Linked DNA regions of Mus musculus: all the other regions are linked to region 3. A link is a contact called in public ChIA-PET and Hi-C data. All regions are on one chromosome and are shown on one strand. Each heading gives the region's core, a stretch centred on a gene start, on an enhancer-like site or on the middle of the called end of the contact. The rest is flanking DNA. Distances are from core to core; before and after follow the strand shown.

Region 1 (4,417 bases), core at 710-3,209, 520 kb after region 3:
TTCTTTACCAAGGTCTACAAGCTTGTCCAAGGTGCAGCACAATCCATTTGACTCAGAGGATGTTGGAAGGAGCTAGCTGAGGTGGAGACATGAAGATGGGGGTGGGGTGGGGAATGGTGGCCAGCTGAGGGGGCCAAGGCAGGGCAAGCTCCAATGTGAAGAAATGAAGGAAACAATACTGATTCCCAGGCCGACATGGAAACCTTGTTACCAAACAAGTGCTCTGTGGCAGTCTCAGCTGATGGGCAGCAGACACCCAATTTCTATCCATCTGTAGAATGGGATGAACAATTTGTTACCACCATCTACTTAAAAATAATGCTGAAGGGCTGGCAAAGATGACTTGGGAAGTGGGGGTGGTAAAGGCACTGGCTACCTAGTCTGATGACCTGAGTTCCAGTTCCAGAAATCACAGGATGGAAAGAGAGAAAGTTGTCTTCTGGCTGCCATAAGCAGCATCTCAAATAAATAAACAAACAAATAAATATTGTAACAAGCAAACAAACAAAAACTTCAACATAAATAACTGCCTAAAGAGCCCCGGTGTTCAGCAGTTCTAAAGTAATGGTGTATATATTTAATCATGGAGATCAGGGCTTGGGGAGGTCAGGGGATGTTAGGAAGGCAATGGGATTAACACATCTTTACAGCTAGGGAAGAGGAGACCAAGGCAGGCTAGTGACCTGCCCATGGTCACAGCCGATGAGCAGCAGAGAACAGAGCTTTTTATGGCAAACCACGCTGGTAACACAGAGAAGCACCCTGTGCTCCCATGAAATGCAAGGCTTTAAGGGCTCCACTAAAGCCCCCTAAAGCAGGCAAAGCACTGCCGCCTGCCTTGTCTTCCGAGGGAGGCTTCCCAAGCTAGCAGCCCTGCCCATAACGCTCTGCCACATGCCACATCCACTAATGGTCTCTTCGCAGTATTGTGGCCGTTACCAAGTGCCTAAGCTATTAACTCACCAGCAGCAGGTGCCAAATTGCCTCTTCTTCTGCACAAGATGTTCATTTAAAACCAAATTACACGTAAATCCTCAAGTGCCTGCTTATTTCCTTCAGCCTTTAGCCTTTTTTTTTTTTTTTTTTGGTGGCCCCCACCCCCTTCACACCCGGCTGCTGGATGTCTCTGAGATGACACGTGGCGTCTCTCCGCAGTTGTGTAGTGAGAAACCGGGCTGTGTGAACCCCAAGCTCGTGGGCTTCCCGAGGGGCACAAATAGAACTGGAAGGATGCTTCGGGACGCTTCCACATCAACTTGACCCTCTTCCGTGGAAACTGAGGCCAAGAATGCAAAAAGGGCTTGCCCAAGCAAGCTGGAAAGACCAAACTAGCATAAGTCTTTTGCTTTGCCAAAGAGGAATCTAAGCTTAGAGAGGTGGTAAGTGACCACCCCTATGCTGGATCCAAGCCTGGAATCTGAGAGGGCCAAGAGGCAGCCCTGGGAAGCAAGCCTTCCTGCTGTCTTATGGCGCTGCGTCCCCTGAGGCCTGGGTGCCCCCTGGCCCTTGTGTGCAATGCTGAAGTCGCTATGGGGCACGCGATGGGGGCGGTGGGGGGAAGAGGGCTAGGGTCCTGACCCTGCAGAAATCAGCTTCGAGGAGGGGCCCCACCTCAGAGTTAAAGGGGCCTCTGGTTGGGGACCCCGGACAGGGTCCGAATGCCTTCCCCCATTCAGTAGGATTATCCCTTTTGAATTGTTGGGGGCGGAAAAAAAAAAAAGCTACAGCTAGCGAACCCTGCCTGACAACACCGAAGGAATTTTTCCCAGGGATCAGCCGAAAGCTGACTCACATTTAAAGACTTGCCCAAAGTGGTCATGCCCCTCTGAGCAAATACCACAGGCATGTAAAACCTCGCTCCCCGCGGCCTCCGGCGGCCGCCCATTGGAGCGGCGCGGCGCCTCTTGGGCCACGCTCAGCCAATCGCAGCGCCGCGGCGCCGGGTTGCTAACCCGGCTGCGGGTCGGCGGCAGGCGCGGGCCGGGAGCTGTCACCGCTTGTTTCCTGTCCCGGGGGCGGGCGTGCAGCGGGTGGGAGGCCCAGGCTGTTTGTTTAGGCAGGTAAGGCCTGCTAAGGGAAGCAAAAGATCCAAGGCGGAGCCACCTACCCGGGAGCCCGCCGTAGGGCCTGGGAGAGTGCAGGCTTCAGGCAGGCTAGGGTGCATTCCTGGGCTGCCGCCCCACGCTTCCAGGGGCCCCGGTCTGGGCGACCCCTCTGCTATCAGGATGCTTGCAAGTCCCGCTCCCATTAGTCATTCCGTGACATCACCACCAGAACCCCAGCAGAGGGCAAGCCGGCCAGGGTATCACCCCAAAGAAGTGAAAGGGTTCTGGCCTGGCCACTGCCTGATCCAGGAATCAGCGTGCCATCTTCATTTGAGACAAGGCTGTTCTCTCCTAGCCTTGGCTGGCCAAGAAAGAATTCACCCTACAGCTCAGGGAGGCCTAGAATTTGTGAGGGCTTTTTTTTCTACCCTAGCCTTTAGAGTGGAAGTGCAGGAAAGATTACAGGCATGAGCCCTTTATGCCCGGCACAACCGTAGCTCTTGTCTTCTGTCAACCTAAATACATTTTTTTGTTGTATGGGGTTGTTTTTGAGATAGTGTCTCGTGTGTCCCAGGCTGGCCTTAAATCTACTGAGGATGACCTAAAATGTCTGATCCACCTCCCGGTTGCTGGGATTGTGGGACTATACAGTTAACACTTGGTTTTATGCAGTGCTGTGGATCAAACCCAGGGTCTCCTGCGGGCCAAGCAAGCGTGTCACTGAAGACCTAGAGCTCCCAGTCCTGTTTGCTCATCTCTAAAATGAGATATGTAGGCCAGCCCTCTTCCCAGGCCCTGGCTCAAAGCCTGGTTCTTATCTGGAGTATGCAAGGAACGTTGAGGTTTGATTCCAGTCCCTCTGTTCCGATTTCCCACAGAACCCCCCAAGTGCTTTCTTATTTGGCACATGGCATCTAGCCATTGAGTCAAAACAGAGGGTCCTCTCTTCCCTTCCAGCCTCCCTTCTGTCCAGCTGTGCAGCACAGTTTCATATCCCCTCTGCTTGCCTCTAGCGTTTGCACCACCTGCCCCATCACTTAGACACACCATGTTTCTTCCCTTGTCTGTTTTCCAGGTCTCTGCAGAAATGGTCCATTCTCTCTGTGCCTTAATTTTCTGTAGGTCCCGTTGCTGTCATTTATGTGGCATCCCAAACCACAATTGTAGTTTCTTCTGTTAGACAGGATAGGAACCACTGTTGGTTTGTTTTGTGCACCTCTTTAGTTCCTAGCATGTGATAATTATTAAATTGAAGTTATTTTTAGAAAGAAAAGAAAAAGTCTGAGAAGCAGAGCCTGGTTGTAGAGGTAAAGGGTGCTAGAACCTGGCTCTGCTCCATCGTTTCTGTTAGAAAATTAGATTATTGAATAATGTATCTTGAGGGGAGTCACAAATCAATGCTCAAACATAAGCCTGTCTCATGTGGATAAGGTAGCTTTGTTCTTTCCAGATGGGTAAAAGGTCCATTCATTTATTCGTTCTGCAAGTATGATGGGACATCTAACCTAAGCCAAGCAACCCAAAGGTAAACAAACTTCTGTGGAGAGCAAGGCCCTTCTTGAGAGCCTAGAGATCACTCGCCATCCAGAGCCTCCCTTGAAGCAAGTCGTCCATCTGGATAATTTGTTCTTTTCATGCCCAAACTGAAGCAAGCTTAGCTTGATCTTTGTCTTAGGCTAAAAGATGGATTCCTCAACACACAATGCCGTGTGTGTGTGTGTGTGTGTGTGTGTGTGTGTGTGTGTGTTTGTGTCATAAATCATAGCTAGTTTGGGGCCAGCCTGGGTTACATGAGACCATGTTTCAAAAATCAAAATCAAAAACAAACAAACAAACAAACAAGTATATTGCCAATGTTCCTTTAGATTAGCAACAACCCTTCTAAAGAAGGGTGCTCGGGGCAGTAAGTTCTATACATGACATGAGACTTTTTCTGGGTACCATTCTCTTGGCCAGGATCTAGAAGCTAGCTGACCCTAAGTACCCATAGACATGCAGACCTGCTCACACCGCTCCACCATACCACCAGCTGGCTGAGTGGAGCCTGATTAGAAGGGAGTGAGGAGCGGTGGCCCTTGGTTGAAGAAAGAGCACTCGGCATCTGGTCTTCCTGAAAGCTTTCCTACAATGAAGAGTTGGTTGACCTATCCCCCCACCCTCTTTGGTCAACTGATGTGCTAGGTAGGGCATGTGTTGTGCACATGAGCTTACAATAGGGAAGAAAATGAGCTGTGGTCTTTGGCCTCAGAAGCTTATAATCCAAGCTAGGCCTGGTGGTACAAACCTATTATTTCAGCATGTGGGAGGCTGAGGCAGGAGGACTCAGTTCAAACCCAGCTGGGGCTACAAAGCAAGATCCTTGATAAGATAAA
Region 2 (4,166 bases), core at 111-2,610, 660 kb after region 3:
TTTCAACCAATCCTGACTTTAAAAACTAGCATTAGGAACCAGGCCGCCCATGGGGGACACCGGCATTGATGTTTCTGTTCTAGGCAGGCAGAAGGTGCTTGGCAGATGTTACCAGAGTTCTGTACTAGTGTGTACAAGCACAGTTTTGGAGGGAAAACAGACACAGCGTGATATAGACAAGCGTCAGGCTTCAGAAAGGGGCTGCCACTTGTTAAAGTGTGTGGTAGGTGTTCAGCAGGCCACTGTGTCTAAGAGTAGTCGCTAGTGAGCTATACTCCTTGGGAGATCCCACCAGGAAATAGAACTTATCCAGAATGTCTTTCTAGACACTCAGAATGTACTTCAGTTGGTAGAATACTTGCCTAGCACGAATGGAACCCTAGCAGAGCATAAACCAGGCTTGCTAGTACATGCCTGCAATCCCAGCACTCAGGATAAGGAGGCAGGAGGATCAGAAATTCAAGGCCAGTCTTAGCTACATAATGAGTTCTAGGCCATCTTTGCGGACATGAGACCACATATCAAAAAAAAAAAAAAAAAACCAAATAAAAAAAATTCCTTGCTAAAGTATCCCAGCAGTATGTGGCAGCCAGCGAATGAATGGTACAGTTTTCCACATGTTTTCAGGGTTAACCCCAGTCACCCTACCACTGACCAGCTTTTTTTTCCCTGTGAAAGTCATGGAAAGTAAATTCAGATGGAGACAGCTGTGACAATGACGCTACAGGTTTGGTTTTGTGTACTGAGATGAGAATGGTGACAGTACTCTGGTGAGTACAGGAGTGGCAGAGCACACTCAGCACCAGCATTTGACAAGTGCAGTGGCATCAGGTGTGCAACCTGACTAGTATTGTGCTAAGATTCACAGCCTGGTTGGGAGGTGATAAAATGGACCCAGTAGATAGTGCCATGGCTGAGGTGTGGACAGAAGGAGCTGGCCAGATGGTGGTCTTCTGTTACTGAGATCTATGGCTCCCTCTCCCTCCCCCTCCCCCTCTCATCTCTCCCTCTCATCTCTTCCTCCCCGCCTTTGATTTAGGTCTTCAGTTTAAAGAGGAGTAAAGAAACATGTACATTTGAAATGCTGTTCATTGTGCAGATTTTATATGAAAACAGCCTCTTTCTAATTTTCAAATTATTAGGGAAACCAAAGTGTACTTCTACGTGTAACAAATCCAGTAGAAGATTTTAGGTGATTTTGTTCTATACTCTTAACTTTCCTGCCTTTAGAATTCTTGTATTTTGGTGTCAATTTAACACACAGAGGAACACCTTGTGAGATAAGCATCTTGGTGTGGGCCTTAGATCAAGCACTGAAGGAAGGCGCTGCCTGGCACCTTTGCAACATGATAAAAAGGTCACATACCAGCTGTCAGCTCTCTCCAAAGCTGTGTAACCTTCATGTATTGTGGCACTACTCTGCACTGTGTGCTGCTGTGGCTAATCGGATGTGTCTATCTTTGTCTTCAGAAATGAAGCAGATGAATCTTGTCACTGGGAAACAGCGCCTAATAAAGAGGGCTCCTTTCTCCATCAGTGCCTTCAGGTACTAAAACGGGTCCCACGGAGGGTGGGCGGGCGGGCGGTTGGGTGGGGCTGCCCTCCCCCTGCTCTTTCTTACTCTGTGGCAGAAACCTAGGTAGACTGACATTCCATGGAGTAACCTTTGCAGTATTAAACCTCGTGTTCACTGATGGAGTCATCGTTATCTTCTGTCACTGTTTCCTTTCATTCTTGTTTGTCATGTGTAATTTTCTTCAATTCTTAGACTAGTGTGCATGATAATTACAAGGTGCCATATGTTTTTTGCTTAAAATAGGCTATTGAGCTTATGTTTGAATATAAACTGGACATATGGTCACAGAATTTTCCAGAAATTTGACCATAAATCTTAGAGAACTGCCCATTTGGTGTGCCCCTGCACTAATGTAGATTCCCATTGGGTATCTACTTGTTCATCTGTGCCTCTTGTATATAACGCCAGTCCACGGTGACCAAAAACCTGGGGCAGCACAGCCACTGTGGGCAGCAGTGCAGCATCTTCCCTGAAGCACCTGGGGTGCACGATTTCCTTTCGGTTCCCTTTGCCATCTATAGACTGAGAAAGAATGGCCAAGAGCCAGGTGTAGTAAATACTTTATTTGTTGCAAATGGGAAGGGAAAGCAAGTGAAAAAATTTAAGAGTATATCTCCTATTTTCTAGAACGACCACTCAAGCAAATATTGATTTTCTTTTTCTATTTGGAGAACTTAGGATGCAGCTCAGAAACATTATTCGAGCGAGCGTGTGAGTTGTAAGGAGTCGCCTTGCTCCTTCTAGGGCGTCCTAGGAAAAGTAGAGCAAAGAAAAGGGTTGAAGAAACTAGAAAGAAAATAAACACTTTTTCTTTATCAAGATGTTTGACTTGCATTCTAACATCATAATTTAAAAGATAATGATGTCTTTCCTGGGTCTGTGGAACACAGAGAATGTTTCTACCTGCTGCAACATGTATGCATTCCTCATGGGCAGGAATAGGATACAGCAAGCGTTATCCTCTGTAGTGTGTAGTCTGGGGATGAGACACAATAATGGGAGGGATTAGTAGGTATGATGTTATATACATGCTGAGCCATTTCCTTCTGTCCCAGACTATACAAACTGCACAACAGAGACAGAAGGGGCTGACTAGGGGGTGGGGTGTGTGTGTGTGTTAGGGTGTAACCGGAGCTGAGGACAACAATTGAGGCAATAATGACAGGGGAGGAGTTAAGTAGGGAAGCCCCAGGGGATGGTAGTCAGGAGGTGCTGATGCAGAAAGGTTAGCGGCAGGATGCAGGATGATGCTGGGCATTCCTGAAAGCCTGGTGAATATGTGCCCTGTGAAAGCCATGGGTACATACACGTTCTTTAAACCTTTCCGTACAGCTGGAAGACACATTGAACAAAGTGGGGGGGTGGGGTGGGGGGGTGGGAGAGCTTTCAAAAAACAACTCAGTGTTGAAATTAATTTAAATAATAACTCCTTTAGTATTTGAAGTTCTTCTAGAACTCCCTTAAGAAAATTTGAATGTTCCTCCTATTATACTCATAATGAAGAAAATATGAGTTTATGCCAGACTCCTTTGTTAGCAGACTGACTGAAATGCCAAAGTGGGCTAACATGTTTTCCTGGAGAGGTTGCTGGACGGACGATAGGTACCCTCCACATTCCTGGTGAGAAGGTCAATAAGTGCAATGTTCCAAGGCTCCATTTGGGCATCTATGCATCAGAGTTGTCAGTCAGTACATCCTTTGACTCTGGAGTCCCACTTTAGAGACGTCCTTCTTGGGCACACGAAATAACAGATGGGTAGCTTTGGTCTTTGCAGCACTCTGACTGGAGTAGCAGGAGTTGAAGCAAACTGAGTAGCACCAGGAGCGTGCAGTTAAATCAGTGATGGTTCTGTCACCAAGCTCTCCTGCTATTTGGCACCCAAATCCTCCGGAACTGCCCACTTCCCCTGCATCAATGCAGAGCCACATTGGGCAGTCTATAGATGACACACCAAGCCCCGAGGAAGACACTCCACAGCAGAAGCTCTTGAGCCCCTCTTCCCCTGGTCTGGGATGCTTATCTTCTTTTACGCTCCCTCTGGCTGTGCACAGATGGGTGGAATTGTGTGTGTCTGCAGCAGAGCAGGCCTTTACTCATTGAGTGTTGATTAAGTGCCAGCCATGTGCTGCACTTCCCTCTGGCCATGAGAAGAGGAGACTGGGTACATACTGATAAAGAGTTTGATAAGAATTGATTAAATGAACAACAACAACAACAACAAAATGGGTGTTTTGTGCTGCCATTTGTGTTGGGTAAAAATTGGCTTTCTGAACTGAGGAAGCTCTGAAAGGACATCGGGATCTAGAAACAATGACTTGTGCACGCCTTTAGTCCCAGCACAGGGGAGGCAGAGGCAGGTGGATCTCTGTGAGTTTGAAGCCAGCCTGGTCTACAGAGCAAGTTCCAGGATAGCCAAGGATACACAGAGAAACCCGTGTCAAACAAATAAACAAACGAAAGCAGAAACATTGTGTGTGTGGAGATGGAGTGACGTGTAAGAACTGACAGAATATTGGCTGGAGCTGGAGAGAGGGTCCCACTCTGCCCTTCTTGGCACATTTGGAACATTTGGTTGTGAGCCTAGCCTCT
Region 3 (4,271 bases), core at 16-2,515:
ACAGTAGCCCAGACCTGAAAACAAGGAACCAGCCATCAGCTAATGACTAAAGGGTAACCGCCACATATCAATATAAAAGGGTACTCCCTGGCATCACGGGTGTCAAGGATGCTGCGGTTACAGGGCAACTAGTTACTGAAGAACACGTTGCGAACCAACTCGAGGAATAAGTCCTGGGCCTCTCTCTGCTGAGCCTCTGAGAGCCCCTTGTCCCATTGCTGGAAGTGTGTGTTCTTCCCCCAGCCTTGAGCAGGCTGCCTCAAACCTAGCTTGCCACAGCCAGCTAGCCCATCTAGGGTGGAGTCTTCCAACCTAGGTAAAGTCTATTGTCCTGCCACATCTGTGGTTTCCTCCAAGATGCCACTACTGCTGAGAGACTGAACCTGTCTTCCTGATGTGATCCTGACAAAGCAATGAGATGCTGGCCTGGTGGGGGATGGGTGGTCCCCACCCCTTTATAAGCTCACACTCATAAGTCAACATTGGCCTTGATCAGAGAACTTTGTCTTGGCTCCTTATTTCTCTCGAAGCCTTTCCCATCCAAACCCCCATCTTTGCTTTCAGGAACTCAGTACCCCGTGGTCGCTGGCAGCTACACGAGTGCACTGCGAATCCCACAAATCTCTTGAAACCTCAAAGATCAACCCCTGAGACACAGCTCCTCCAACAGCAGCGCTACAGCCTCCAATCCCTCCCAAATAGTTCCACCAACTGGTAACAAGATACTCAAAACCCTATTTGAGCCATTAGTATTCAAAGTGCTATAATCACTACCACCAACATCCCTAGATGTCACAACCATAAGCGTATTAATGAAATAATTTGTAGTGATTGATAGGTTAATTATGGTAACTCTGGTCTATAGATTAGACCACCACAGGCATCCAGAGAGTGCTGGAAAGGGTATGGGTTGTTTAAGAAATTAAGTTCATTACTCACTAGTTAGGGAAACTAAAGCAATTTAGTTTACCTCTCTGAACTATTTTTCTTATCTATAAAATGAGAGTTTATAACACCGACTAGGATTTGGGATATAGCTCAGTGGTTTGTGTTTGCCTAGCATGGGCAAGGGCCTAGGTTGGAGCCCTAGTGCTACAATAAACAGGCAAACAAGCTAGGCACAGTGAGGTTTTCCCTGAATCCTGGCACTCGAGAGGCTGAGGCAGGATGACTGCCACAAGTTCGGGGTTATCTGGGACTATACAGTGAAACCTTGTTTTCAAAAAGTGAAACAAATCAACCATTTCCTCTGCAGTGTGGTTATGAGGTGCGAGCCAACCTTGTCAAAGGCTCGGCACATTCAGGAAACATAAGATATTGTCATCACTGTGGTTTTATGTTTTTTAAAAAAGAAAGACATTCTGAAAGACAAAGTGTTATACAAAAAAGTTGCTTATAAAATTCTGGCTAGGGCTGGGTACCTCAGTGATGGCTGCTTGCTTGTCCTGCACCAGGCCTTGGGCTCTATCCCCACCCCTAAAACAACTGAAAATTAAAAATAGACCAATAATAATGGGAGGTGGAGGAGTTTAAACATGACTTAGGTTCCTGTGCTCTCTAAATAGGAGACCTAACTGACCTAACCACCATCATGGGCCACTTACAGCCCAAATAACATGGGCATTTCAAAATACTGTATTAAGGGATCTGTTACAGGAATCCATGCTGTGCAAGATCTCCGTAAGCGTTTCTAAAAGCCCCTAGAGGCATCTCAGAGTTAGCCCACGTCCCCATTTGAAAAGTCTGTCTACTAAGCACTCTGTCCTCGTAGCGCGGCCTCTTGGGCCTGATGCGTCTGGAACATCCTCAGTGGATTCTTTGGGAGTTTGCCTTTAGACACAGGGTAGCAGGTAGCCTGGGCTGGCCTTGACCTTGATATGTAGTAGAAGCTGATCTTGAGCTACATCTGCATCTACTTTCCTAGAGCTGGGATTATAGGTGTGAGCCACCACTCCCAGTTCTGAAGGTTTGTATTTTATATTCTGTTTGGGGTTTTCCTTTCGTTTAGACTCACAGCTGGCTTGGAACTCACTTTGTAGCCCAGGCTGGCCTCAACCTTCTGACAATCCCCTTGCCTCAGCCTCCCAAGTCCTGAGATTGTTTAAGCATGCTTCTTTGTGCTGTGGTTTCTGGTTTAGGGCAGATAGCCCGCAGACAGTTTTCCTGTATCCCAGAAATAACTTTACTGTTTGTCTGGATTGGTTGCAGGTAGGTATCATAGTGTTGAATTCTGTGTATGGCACAGACATGAGTGTTTGGATGGCTTCAGCCAGGAGAGGAGACACCAGACAGTACAACCCAAGAAGAAATCCTAAGGTATGTATGATTGCCAGTAAGAGGATTCCTCAGCTTAAGGATGCTCCCTCCCACGAAAGTCAAGGGGCTCAGCCATATCCCTCCACCACAGCAACAAAAGAGAAAGGATCTTTGTACAGAACTGGATTGTATCCTAACCGCATGTATTTGTAGACGCTGCAAATTAGGAAATGCAACGGAGCACTCAATATGGTTGATGGGCATTTAATCTCGGAAAGAGGTAAAGTCAGAGAACTCTGCAAGTAATGTTCCAGCACTGAGTGACCATAAGGGAAGAAGCTGGCACAGAGGAAAGGAAAGCATTCTCCTGGACATCAGACCAGTATAGACTGCAGAATAAGGCAACAGAGGAGAAGAAAACTAAACGGTGGGTTTTCATCCATTTGTCTTTTCTTCTCGTTGATTTTGCTGGTTGGGAGTTTCATGGGGAAGCTCCCACCATCTGGGCTGATGCAGCACAGGCAGCTGGGTATGATCATGTGATTCACTTGTGTAAGCCTTCTAACACAGTTCTCGGGCGGGGTGTGATTGGACGGGCGAGTGGTAACTTGAATGATTGCCTTGCCTACCAACTGTCAGTGGACAGCTAAGCTGCCATCTCATCCCAGTAAGGCGTTAAATAATTTAAGGAGAAACTACTCATCTGTACGAACATTGAATGGTGCACTTAGGACAAGACACTGTAGGCTTTCAGGCAGGTGAGAGAAGGCTAGACTGATGGGTTAGAGAAAAGGCTACCCCTGTACTAGATCAAAGTGAATTGGTGAGCAATTAGGACGAGTCAGTGCTGTACTTTTCTTCTTCTTCTTCTTTTTTAATGATCTGGAGTCATCTCCTGCTTCAGGCTATAATGGAACGCCTGAGACAAGATTGGTCTCCTCTCAAAAGCATCTGCAAAACTACACAAAATAGATAACTGTTTTCAGGGAAAAAGCATATGATCGCTGAGAGGTAGGGAACAGAGTACTCTGTCATTGCCCCAGGGAACAATTCTACAGTCATGAAATAGGATGGAATGCTGAGAGACAGACAGACAGACAGAGAGACAGAGACAGAGAGAAACAGAGAGACAGAGATAGACAGAGAGAAACAGAGACAGAGAGACCCACTGAGCAGAGTCGTCAAGGAATAAAGTTCATGAGCTGTGGAAACATAGCTTGCAGCAGAGGGTACTAAAGTTAAAAGAACTGCATAAAAGAAAGGGGTCCAAGAGTCTGCCATTATCCTTCCAGATTTCCAGACATCCAAAAGGCTGAGCATGTCCTGGGACAAACCACACAAGTGTAGCTTAGAGCAAGCACTACAGGGTTGAAAGAAAATGGAAACACTAGCGGTCTTAGAGCCCCTGAGTGTGATCTCCGGCTAGTCCAGCTCCTCTTGTGGTGCCTTTGCCTCTTGTGTTTCAGTGCTGTTATTAGGTACACGCATGCTGAGTTTGCTGTGTCTTCCTGAAGTAGGGACTCTTTGAGGAATATGGTAATGTAATGTTACAGGACACAGACCTATGACCTCGGCTTTCCTGTATTCTAGAAGAAATTTAGGAAACAGAAACTAGGGAAAGACATGGATTTGCAGTTTGATCAAACAAGGGGGAAAGAATCTAATTTCTCTCTCCTGTGCTGTGTTAGTCTTACAACTACAGGAATCCAGGAGCTAAAGGCCAGAAGATAGGTAGGCTTGGCTGTGAGATGATTTCACTGTCCTTTGTGGGGAAGGTGACTGGCCTTGCATTGTCTCCAGTGTCTCTGTTCTCGGCCTGGAGAGTCTGTTATATTTTATAAGTTATGCTATCATAGATAGAGATTTTTATTTAAATCCAGGCCTGATGAAAACGGGGTAGATATTACATCTTAGAGAGACCCCCTACTTCACCCCTCCCATTTCAAAGGAGAGAACCAAAGGGACCTCATGGGTCATGAGAGAGGATGGGCCATCTCTTTATCTGCATGCTTAGC

What was found. Hi-C and Micro-C count contacts between places; a contact is called where the count stands out from the background. ChIA-PET counts read pairs in DNA pulled down with a chosen protein or histone mark.
Region 1: a contact with region 3 is called in an RNA polymerase II ChIA-PET map of memory CD8 T cells, with 17 read pairs. The contact joins two enhancer-like sites. A contact is called at or near these places in 2 of 484 Hi-C or Micro-C datasets (CD4 T cells and embryonic stem cells) and 1 of 115 datasets of contacts at active chromatin or transcription factors (memory CD8 T cells).
Region 2: a Hi-C map of CD8 T cells shows a contact between it and region 3, with 4 times the contacts expected there. The contact joins two enhancer-like sites. A contact is called at or near these places in 2 of 484 Hi-C or Micro-C datasets (CD4 T cells and CD8 T cells).

The regions. Positions count from the first base shown.
Region 1 is chr6:127,328,477-127,332,893 of GRCm38.p6, forward strand. No RefSeq gene overlaps it. Among named protein-coding and RNA genes, the nearest start is that of Gm52919, 9.5 kb to the left of the region's middle. Within about 2 kb of position 1,960, at least 227 of the 459 cell types and tissues checked have an H3K27ac peak or open chromatin away from gene starts, as enhancers often do. A contact at or near this core is called in memory CD8 T cells, where this site is marked.
Region 2 is chr6:127,472,766-127,476,931 of GRCm38.p6, forward strand. It overlaps Parp11 (poly (ADP-ribose) polymerase family, member 11), which reads left to right. Exons shown (of 9, transcript NM_181402.4): 5 at 1,471-1,546. Among named protein-coding and RNA genes, the nearest start is that of Parp11, 21 kb to the left of the region's middle. Within about 2 kb of position 1,361, at least 30 of the 459 cell types and tissues checked have an H3K27ac peak or open chromatin away from gene starts, as enhancers often do. A contact at or near this core is called in CD8 T cells, where this site is marked.
Region 3 is chr6:126,810,421-126,814,691 of GRCm38.p6, forward strand. It overlaps the pseudogene Gm29788. Among named protein-coding and RNA genes, the nearest start is that of 1700018A23Rik, 9.6 kb to the right of the region's middle. Within about 2 kb of position 1,266, at least 25 of the 459 cell types and tissues checked have an H3K27ac peak or open chromatin away from gene starts, as enhancers often do. A contact at or near this core is called in CD8 T cells and memory CD8 T cells, where this site is marked.